Regions from separate parts of the Sus scrofa genome. Here all the other regions are linked to region 1. Evidence: chromatin contacts called from public HiChIP or PLAC-seq and promoter capture Hi-C data. All regions are on one chromosome and are shown on one strand. Each heading gives the region's core, a stretch centred on a gene start, on an enhancer-like site or on the middle of the called end of the contact. The rest is flanking DNA. Distances are from core to core; before and after follow the strand shown. Region 1 holds the start of WEE1 (wee1-like protein kinase). Region 2 holds the start of RNF141 (ring finger protein 141). Region 3 holds the start of ADM (adrenomedullin).

Region 1 (3,046 bases), core at 381-2,880:
TCCCTGGCCCAGAATGCTGAGGGTGTGGCCCAAAAGGGAGAAAAAAAAATGTGTTTCCATTACAAATCCAGCTTGAACTTTACCTTTGAAAAGTGTTAGAATAATGTATATGTCCACGTGTTAATATTCATAGAAATGAATGTAAACAGCTATTAGGCCCATGAAAACCGTCCAGTGATATGAATCAAAACAGCAAAACTACATTAACAAACATTAGGTCCTGCAGTGGCGCAGTGGGTGAAGAATCTGACTTCAGCAGCTCTGCTTGTGGAGGAGGTGCAGGTTCCATCCCCCACCAGGCACAGTAGGTTAAAGGATCAGCTTTGCCACCACTGTCTTGGCTGTGGCTGGGATTCAATCCTTGACGCCTGAACTTCCATATGCCGTGGGTGTGGTGGCCATAAAAACAAACAAACAAACAAACAAAAAAACCCACGTTAACGAATGTTATCCACTGATGTCCAGAATTCACAAAGGGTGTATTCTAAGCCAATACTAGTGAGAACGTAATTTTTTTCTCTCTGAAGAGCGGTGTGGCAGTTTATATCTTTGACCCAGCAATCCTAAAGAATAAAAACGGCAAAATAAAACACAGGAAAAAAAAAAAAACGCAAGGAGGAAGAATATTCTTTATGGGGTTATTGACAAGTAAAAGATTGTTGGAATCTTCTCTGTGTGACAGTAAGGGATGGAGTAAATCACAATTTAACGTGGTGCTAGAGAAATTTTCTCAAGTCCCTTTGAAGTTTGCAGCGAGCTGAGCCATTCTATTTTGCCAACACTTGCCCATGAGCTGGCAAACAAATATAAACAGCGTGGCCTGGTGGTGGGCGCTCGGTTTTGTGCTTACGGCCGAACTTGGGGCGGCTTTATTTACTGTGGACAATTTGCGGGAGCCGGGACATCTGAGGGGACCACAGCCTGGGGGCGCTCAACTCCCTATGGACACACTGGACCCTATCAGCCACTCTGGGGTGGAAGCTGAGGCTCAGAGGCTGCCCCGCAGCTGGTGACCTCGCCTGGAGAACTCGAGTGTCCGCCTTCCTGCTGACTTTGGTGTCCCCCTAACCAATTTGTTTACAGTTCAGAACTGTCCTGAGAGACCTCGACCCGGGAACGTGACTTCCCACAGCCACGCCCACACTGCCTCAGGGGCCGGCACCAAAGGGACGCGGGGCAGTAGGTTGGTATCCAGGGACAGCGCCCGAGGGCCACTGCAGTCCCCCGCTCGCCCAGACTTGCCGGGACCCAGAGGCGCTCTCTCGCCGCCCGTCCGATTCCAGACTCGCGGAAGCCTTGCGGGCGGCGAACGCGTCCAGGGCCGCGCTGGGATCAGCCTAGCCAAGCCCTCACCCTTGGTCCCACCCAGAGGGCGGCCTCGGCTCCACCTTGGCCCGGTCCGGGCGGCTCCGGACCCGCGGCTCGAGTGATCCCGCTCGCTCATAGGCCCGCGGCGCCACGCCCGCCCAGGCCTGGCTGGGCGCCGAGCAGGGTGGGCGGAGCCAGCGAGTTCGCGCCAAAATCGCGTAGCCGATCCCTCCCCCGCGGGGTACGTCGCGCCCTCCATTTTTTTCAAACCCTGAGCTGGGCGGGGATTGGTGGGCTGGGCACTCACGTGGTTAACGGTCGCGGGAAGCCGCGGAGCCCGAACCTGTGGCTGGACCTGCGGAGACCCCAGCCTCGGCGCCCGGGCCGCCCCTCCGCTGCCGGACAGTTCGCGCCGCTGCCGCCCCCACCATCCGCCGTCCCGAGCGTCCCGGAGCCGCAGGCCGCCGCCGCCGCCGCGCAGGCCCGCCGCCGAAGCCGCTAGGCGCGCCCAGTCGCACGTGGCGGACCCGCCCCCTGGGCCGGCAGTGTCCTGGACTCCGCGGGCCCCGATTCTCCGGTCCTTCGCCCCGGCCCTAGGGGCGCGATGAGCTTCCTGAGCCGGCAGCAGCCGCCGCCGCCCCGCCGCGCTGGGGCCTCCTGCACCTTGCGGCAGAAACTGATCTTCTCGCCCTGCAGCGACTGTGAGGAGGAGGAGGAAGAAGAGGAGGAAGAAGGCAGCGGCCACAGCACAGGGGAGGACTCGGCCTTTCAGGAGCCCGACTCGCCGCTGCCGCCTGCGCGGAGCCCCACAGAGGCCGGGCCCGAGCGCCGCCGCTCGCCCGGCCCGGCCCCCGGCAGCCCCGGGGAGCTGGAGGAGGACCTGCTGCTGCGGGGCGCCTGCTCCGGCGCCGACGCGGCGGGCGGCGGGGCCGAGGGCGACTCATGGGAGGAGGAGGGCTTCGGCTCTTCGTCGCCGGTCAAGTCCCCGGCGGCCGCCTACTTTCTGGGCAGCTCGTTCTCGCCCGTGCGCTGTGGCGGCCCGGGGGATGCGTCCCCGCGGGGCTGCGCGACGCGCAGGGCGGCCGAGGGGCCCTGCTCGCCGCTGCCCGACCACCCGGGCACCCCGCCGCACAAGACCTTCCGCAAGCTGCGGCTTTTCGACACGCCGCATACCCCCAAGGTGAGAGGACGCGGCGGCCCGAGCAGCCCGAGCCCTTGCCGGCCCAGCCTTTTAAAAAGGCCGCGGCGCTGGGAGCCGAGCGCGGCGCTGCCCGGGTTCAGTTACATAACCGCCTGGCCGCACCCCCGCTCTCTCTCCTGCGCCGCAACAAAAAAGTTGGCAGCCCCTCTTTGGGGCCCTGCCCAGCAGTTGTCCGTTAAAGATTATGTAACTGAACAATGGCCCTCGTCTGGAACTTCTTCATCTTTCAAAGGGCTGATCGGCGCCGTCCAGGTGGCTGACGATTTAACGCCCGCAGTCGGGGCCGCCCCGAGCACGGCAGCCGGGAGTGTAGCACCGATAACGTGGTTTGGAAGGATGCTCGAGTGGTGCTGGCCCGGCCACCTGACACTCCCGAGCGCCGCAGCCATCTGGTGCCTTTTAAACGCAGTGATCGGTCCTGTAATTTGGGCGGCGCACGCAGGAGTTCGGTTGAAAAAAAAAAAAAAATCATGCGCTTATCGTTTTGTGTCAGGTGGTCTTATGGGGGAAAGTTTGAGATACGGAGGGAGACTGCAC
Region 2 (3,046 bases), core at 268-2,767, 910 kb after region 1:
GGGAGGAGAAGGGGACAGGAAGTGTGTCAAGAGTTCAGATGTGAAAAGAAGGATCAGGCTACAGACACCAAATATAAAGTTCATTTATACCAAATGGTTATTTTGGAAACATATAACCATATCCTGGAAGAAAACATCTAGAAACTGCGGGCAGTCAGCATCAAAGGAAAGGAGAAAAATTCCCACTATTTTTGAGTTTTAAATTCAGAAAGTAACACTTTTTAGTGGAGTGATTTCAATACAGAGGTGAAAATTCAGAATCATTTGTCCGGGGCACTTCATGTTCCAGAAGAAATTCAGAACTGGAAGCTCATTTTATAATAAAAAAAAATGGGCGGAAGGTGGTGGAAAAGAATCATTTCATGCACAAGAGCTAAGAATTATAAACCATAGGGGAATTCGCGTCCTGGCTCAGTGGTTAACCCCGCTAGCATACATGAGGGCATGGTTGGATCCCTGGCCTCCCTCAGTGGGTTAAGGATCCGGCCCTGCTGTGAGCTGCGGTGTAGGTCTCAGACATGGCTCAGATCCGGCGATGTTGTGGCACAGGCCGACAGCTACAGCTCACATTATACCCCTAGCATGGGAACCTCCATATCTGCTAGTGGGGCCCTAAAAAGGCAAAAGACAAAAAAAAAAAAAAAAAAAAAAAAAAAAAGAATTATAAACCATAGGAAGTGTCAATGCCTCTTTAAAAATACGCCAGAGATGATAACTGAATCATTTGGCACTGTGAAACAGGACAGGGTCAGAATATGGTTGTACACTACAATTTTAATGGGACTGGGGATAAACTTGAACAATAACAATAAACCTACATTTTGTAACATAATAAAAACAACTGAAATAAATCATTTCAAAAACGAAAACAGAAAGTTTCCTTTCCAGGAATTAGTACCACCATTAACAAGCAAACTTCGGGTCTCACGGCAGCTGGTTCGACAAGGCCAGACCTTTGGGAAGAAGAGTAGTCTAAGCTAATTTAGAAAGGGAAGGCAGGTTAAGGAGACCGAGCCCAGGCAAGGCTTTCTAATACCGGGTGTCCAGTGCGCTGTGGGCTCACAGTTTCCAGCCCCACCAGGGCGTTTACTAAACACAACCGCCACCCTCCCACCACCACCCTTCCTCAAGCGCACCTGCGCTACGACCAACAGTTGCCTCCACTGGCGGACAGACTGCACCGGCGCCAATATTCAAAAGCGGGTCCGCGCTCGAGGAAGAAAAGCTCTCTCCCGCCCCCGCCCCTCCAACGCCACCACCCGCCCCCTCACAACGGGAAAAGCCACCTCCACACCCAGCTACTACAAACAAAGTGAGAAAGACTGCGCCAGTCCTAAGCCGAGGCCTAGAAAAGGCGACGGGGTGGGGTTTGTTTCCCTACAGAAGCCCGGAGCGGCACTCAAAGCCTGGCCTATGTTTCTACTCCTGTACCGAGGGTGATAGAGAGGCTGGGAAAAGAAGCGGCGACAGGCGGAGCTCACCCCAGGTTCAAGGCATCCCGCTTCCGGCAGTTGCGGCGCCGCCCCAGCCAGCGGCTCAGCCCCACGGGCGGCGGGGCTGCTAGGTCCGCTACTTGGTCGCACTTCAGTGACGCACAAGCCCCGCCTCCAGCGCGTTGCTTGGAAACAGTGTTCAACCTTCCTCCGCAAAGTTCGGCTCAGGATCTCTGGCTTCCCTTCTTCTGAACACCTTCCAGGCCAGGCCCAGAGGCCATCCGAGAGGGAGCGGTGGCGGCGAAAGGCGAGAAGGGTGCCGTGACCTAGTGGCGGCGGGAGAGGCCTTGCCTGGCAGGCTCCCCGTGGCTAAGGCTCCATGAGGCGGCCATGGCTGCGGCCTGGCAGATTGCTGCCTCTCCTGGCCCCATCTCCCTAGCAAAAGCCCAGCTGGTGACAAAGGCACTGCGAGCTCCGGTTTGGTCGAGTGTTGTAGTGCAAGCCACTACTTAGGCTTCCAACCTCCCACTGGTATAGCTACACAAATATCGTCTCGTTTCTTTATCATGAAAAGGGACCATATGCTCACCTACCTAGGTTAAGAAGTGTGAAAGAGAATACAAAGTACAGGTTCAAAATTGTAAGCCTAATACATGGCAACTATTATTATTATGAACTTATGTTGGCCAAATCTTGGCGTTTCAGAACATTTGTAGGTAATAATTACTCTCTATTAAACATCTATTGTGTACTAAATACTTTACTAGGCACTTTACAGGCATTGCTCTTGTTTAAATAGTTCACTCCGTATATAAACAGCAAGGCAAAGGTTTAACTCCAGGAATTGGTATTGACCCTGTTGCCTGTATGCTTAGCAGCTAAATTAAACTACTGTTTATGCTTGTTCCTGTTTCCACATTCATCCTCCCCCCTGTCATTTGTTGATTTACCTTGTAAAGAACTAATCCTGCCTTCTGATAATAGACATGTGTAGACAGTTTACTACATGCCTTGCTCTGTTCTAAGTAGTTTGAACGCATGAATTCATTTAATCGTCACAACAATCCCATGAGGTAGGTATTCTTAACACTTATATTTTACAGTTGAAGAAGCAGGAAAGTCAATTACGTTTTCCACGATCAATCAGTAAGGAGCAGAAGCAGATTCAAACCCAAGCTGACTGAACTCTGATCCTGCGCTTTTAACTCTTGTTCTAAATTGCCTGGGTGAGACTTCATTAGGGCCAGGTCCATGTGTCTGTGTACTCCTTTTTATACCTTATGGAAAGGGTACTGAGGATTGTCTCCCTGACAACCAGGGCAAAACCTGACATGCAATAACGGAAGAACAAATCTGACTCCATATTAGGTCTGTTGCCTGTGCTTAGTCATGCTCTGCACCTTTTGTAAAAGAATATTGCCTATAGCTTGAAATATGCAGATAACCTGACCACGACCTGACCTGAACAGAGAAAAACAGGAACATCGTGACCTGACCTACATGGACAGCTACAAAAACAAAGGATCCAGACACCAAGAAGTTTGCAACAACTCATCATGCCCCTCCCTCAGCCTGCTTTTAAAAGGGGGTTGCTGAAAGCCTTGGAAAATTTC
Region 3 (3,046 bases), core at 149-2,648, 660 kb after region 1:
GCTGGTCCAGAGTTCCAGTGGACCTGCTCTCTCTGCTTCTCAGTTTAGGCCCTGGGCTTCATGGACCTACATCCAGAGTAGTGGGTGATAGGACATGAGAAGCCCTCCTGCAAGAAGTAGGGAGCCCAGGAGGCGGAGTGCAACCCCTCCCCCATTCCACCCCAGAAGCTAAATGAGAAAGTGAAGTCAAGAAGCAGTGATGGAAGAGCATAAACGGGTGACAAAACAGGCTTGGGGGTGATTCATCATGAACAGGCAAAATCCTTGGGCGGGAGCTAGGACTCTCCAACCCCCTTTGATGGCATGATGACCCCAGCCTAGAAAAATTCACGCTGAGCCCCAGTCCAGTGAGTCCAGGACACTACTGCTTACCACCTTTGATGTGACTTTGGGCAAATGAGACCCCCTGTGAATCTTAATTTTCTCATTTCACCAAGTAGAAAATCGGTGTTACCTTCCTCATCTAACTCAAGGGTAGGTGTGAGGATCAAAGATCAGGATGTGGCCATGCTTTGTAAACTGTAAAGCGATTAACATTCATGAAGCATTAGTGTGCTCCCTGGCAGTAAATTCTCACGTTTACAAGGGGTGAACGTAGGCTTCGAGGGCAGCAAGGCAAACTTTCAGGTTGTAACCTTATAAGGCATAATTGGATTACTGGGGGGGGGGACGAAAAGGTTATTCTTCCTCCTAATTTTGGTTATTCCTAAATTTCCAAATAGGCACGCAAATTCTGAAACTTCAGATAACTCCCCTCTCTAAATCCCAATTGTCAAATCAGTCTTTCTGAGCCTTGCCCCTATTGCGAAATCTTGCTAGTCCATTCCAGAACCCCGGAGTCTCCGCCACTGGCAAGCCCCCCTCCTCTCAGCTGTGCTCTGTGTGTGCCCTGCCCCTGAGGCTCTGGGAGCGTCTAGGGTCGCGGCCAGGTCAGGCGCCGAGCCGGCAGGGGGCGCGGTCCACTAGAGGGCACAGCTCCCAAGGTCCTGGGTTCAAGTCATCTGCGTGCTACCGTATGCTGGCTCTTGAAGTTCTGTGTCAGGAGACCTTACACTCTTGGCTGCATAGGTCCTGGGTAAGGACCTCAAGAGGCTGTACAGCCTCACTTCGGCTCGGCTTAAAGTCTGAACCCCGTGCAGGGAGAGTCAGGGCTGGGGCAGTTCTTGCACCTATCTCCTGGAGCTCATCTCTGAGCCCTCTCGGTATGAGGGACGCCCCCCACCTCGCCCCCACCCAAAGCACGTACCCTCAAGCAAGCAATGCGCGCGCCTGATTGCAGAGTGCGCGCCCAAGGGAAGAAAGGGAGGGCGCGAGGGCAGCCTAGGCCCCGCCCCCTGCGCTCTTATAAAGCCGAGGAACGAGAGCCGGCCACTCAGTGGTTTCTTGGTGACACTGAGGCGGAACAGCTCGAGCCTTGCCACCTCTAGTTTCTTACCACAGCTTGGACGTCGGGGTTTTGCCACTGCCAGAGGGACGTCTCAGACTTCATCTTCCCAAATCTTGGCAGATCACCCCCTTAGCAGGTAAGCACCAAAAGCGGAGCGGGTTAAAGCGGGTGGGGGTGGGGGTTGCCCAAGCCGGAGACTGGGAGCTCTGGGTGAGGAGTGCTGTCCACTTTGGAGGGTCCTCTGCTGGGTGCATCCCCCATCCCACGCCCAGCTTGTGGATACAGTTGAAACTCCAGAAACCCAGTCCCCTCTGCTCTGTCAGGCAAATTACGACAAGTTGAGAGGGGAACCTCCGGGAGCCTGGCGCGGGGCAGTGGCCTCCCCTGCGGGGCCTGTCACCCGCCTGGCGGGTGCAAATGCCGCTGGCGCCTCTCTGCGCCCCGGGGAGATAAGCGTCTGAGTCAGGCAGAGCGCGGGCTGAGCCTGCCCGCGCCGGGGTCCCCCGCCCGCCTCCGTGCCCCGCCCGGCGGTGCGGCGGGCCCGGGCGCTCACCCTCGGCTCTTCTCTCTCCTATCTCAGGGTCTGCACATCTCAGCCGGGATGAAGCTGGTTCCCGTAGCCCTCATGTACCTGGGCTCGCTCGCCTTCCTGGGCGCTGACACAGCTCGGCTCGACGTGGCGGCAGAGTTCCGAAAGAAGTGAGTCTCGCTCGGGCAGCGCCTTCCCCAGTTCTGGTACCTGCAAGACAAGGGGAACTGACCATTGGTGCCAGAGGGGTTAGAAGTGAATAGAAGCGGGGACCGGCCAGCACCTCGCCTGGACAATTGCGAATCAAGTCTATTTATGTTTTTTAGATGGAATAAGTGGGCTCTAAGTCGTGGAAAAAGAGAACTTCGGCTGTCCAGCAGCTACCCCACCGGGATCGCCGACTTGAAGGCCGGGCCTGCCCAGACTGTCATTCGGCCCCAGGATGTGAAGGGCTCCTCTCGCAGCCCCCAGGCCAGGTAACTATGCCAGACGCCTAGGCGGGGTGGGCAAGAAGAACCCTCCTCCATTGCCCTGCCCCTGGGGATCATCAGGGCTGTATGGCAGTTCAGATAGAGGTAGCAGTTTCCAGCTCCCTCTGGTCCTAGAAAGGCTCCGTTCTCGGTGGCGGGGGCCAAAGACTTGCTTGATGGGGGTCTCACGTTGCCTTCCTTCCCCTCTCCAGCATTCCGGATGCAGCCCGCATCCGAGTCAAGCGCTACCGCCAGAGTATGAACAACTTCCAGGGCCTGCGGAGCTTCGGCTGTCGCTTTGGGACGTGCACCGTGCAGAAGCTGGCGCACCAGATCTACCAGTTCACGGACAAAGACAAGGACGGCGTCGCCCCCCGGAGCAAGATCAGCCCCCAGGGCTACGGCCGCCGGCGCCGACGCTCTCTGCCCGAAGCCAGCCTGGGCCGGACTCTGAGGTCCCAGGAGCCACAGGCGCACGGGGCCCCGGCCTCCCCGGCGCATCAAGTGCTCGCCACTCTCTTTAGGATTTAGGCGCCTACTGTGGCAGCAGCGAACAGTCGCGCATGCATCATGCCGGCGCTTCCTGGGGCGGGGGGCTTCCCGGAGCCGAGCCCCTCAGCGGCTGGGGCCCGGGCAGAGACAGCATTGAGAGACCGAGAG

The links. Promoter capture Hi-C pulls out the DNA fragments that hold promoters and counts their contacts. HiChIP or PLAC-seq counts read pairs in DNA pulled down with a chosen protein or histone mark.
Region 2: a contact with region 1 is called in a promoter capture Hi-C map of liver, with 4 times the contacts expected there. The contact joins the promoter of RNF141 here to the promoter of WEE1 in region 1. A contact is called at or near these places in 1 of 5 promoter capture datasets (liver) and 1 of 2 datasets of contacts at active chromatin or transcription factors (alveolar macrophages).
Region 3: an H3K27ac HiChIP or PLAC-seq map of alveolar macrophages shows a contact between it and region 1. The contact joins the promoter of ADM here to the promoter of WEE1 in region 1. A contact is called at or near these places in 2 of 5 promoter capture datasets (fetal skeletal muscle and liver), 3 of 47 Hi-C or Micro-C datasets (embryonic fibroblasts, heart right ventricle and skeletal muscle) and 1 of 2 datasets of contacts at active chromatin or transcription factors (alveolar macrophages).

The regions. Positions count from the first base shown.
Region 1 is chr2:49,893,093-49,896,138 of Sscrofa11.1, reverse strand. WEE1 (wee1-like protein kinase) reads left to right here and starts at 1,630. Exons shown (of 11, transcript XM_003122982.4): 1 at 1,630-2,488. The coding sequence starts at 1,913.
Region 2 is chr2:48,983,990-48,987,035 of Sscrofa11.1, reverse strand. RNF141 (ring finger protein 141) reads right to left here and starts at 1,517. Exons shown (of 6, transcript NM_001252196.1): 1 at 1,482-1,517.
Region 3 is chr2:49,229,873-49,232,918 of Sscrofa11.1, reverse strand. ADM (adrenomedullin) reads left to right here and starts at 1,398. Exons shown (of 4, transcript NM_214107.1): 1 at 1,398-1,523; 2 at 1,968-2,086; 3 at 2,243-2,392; 4 at 2,599-3,046. The coding sequence starts at 1,989. The coding sequence ends at 2,917. It overlaps LOC100525978 (a long non-coding RNA gene), which reads right to left and starts at 966. Exons shown (of 2, transcript XR_301768.3): 1 at 1-966.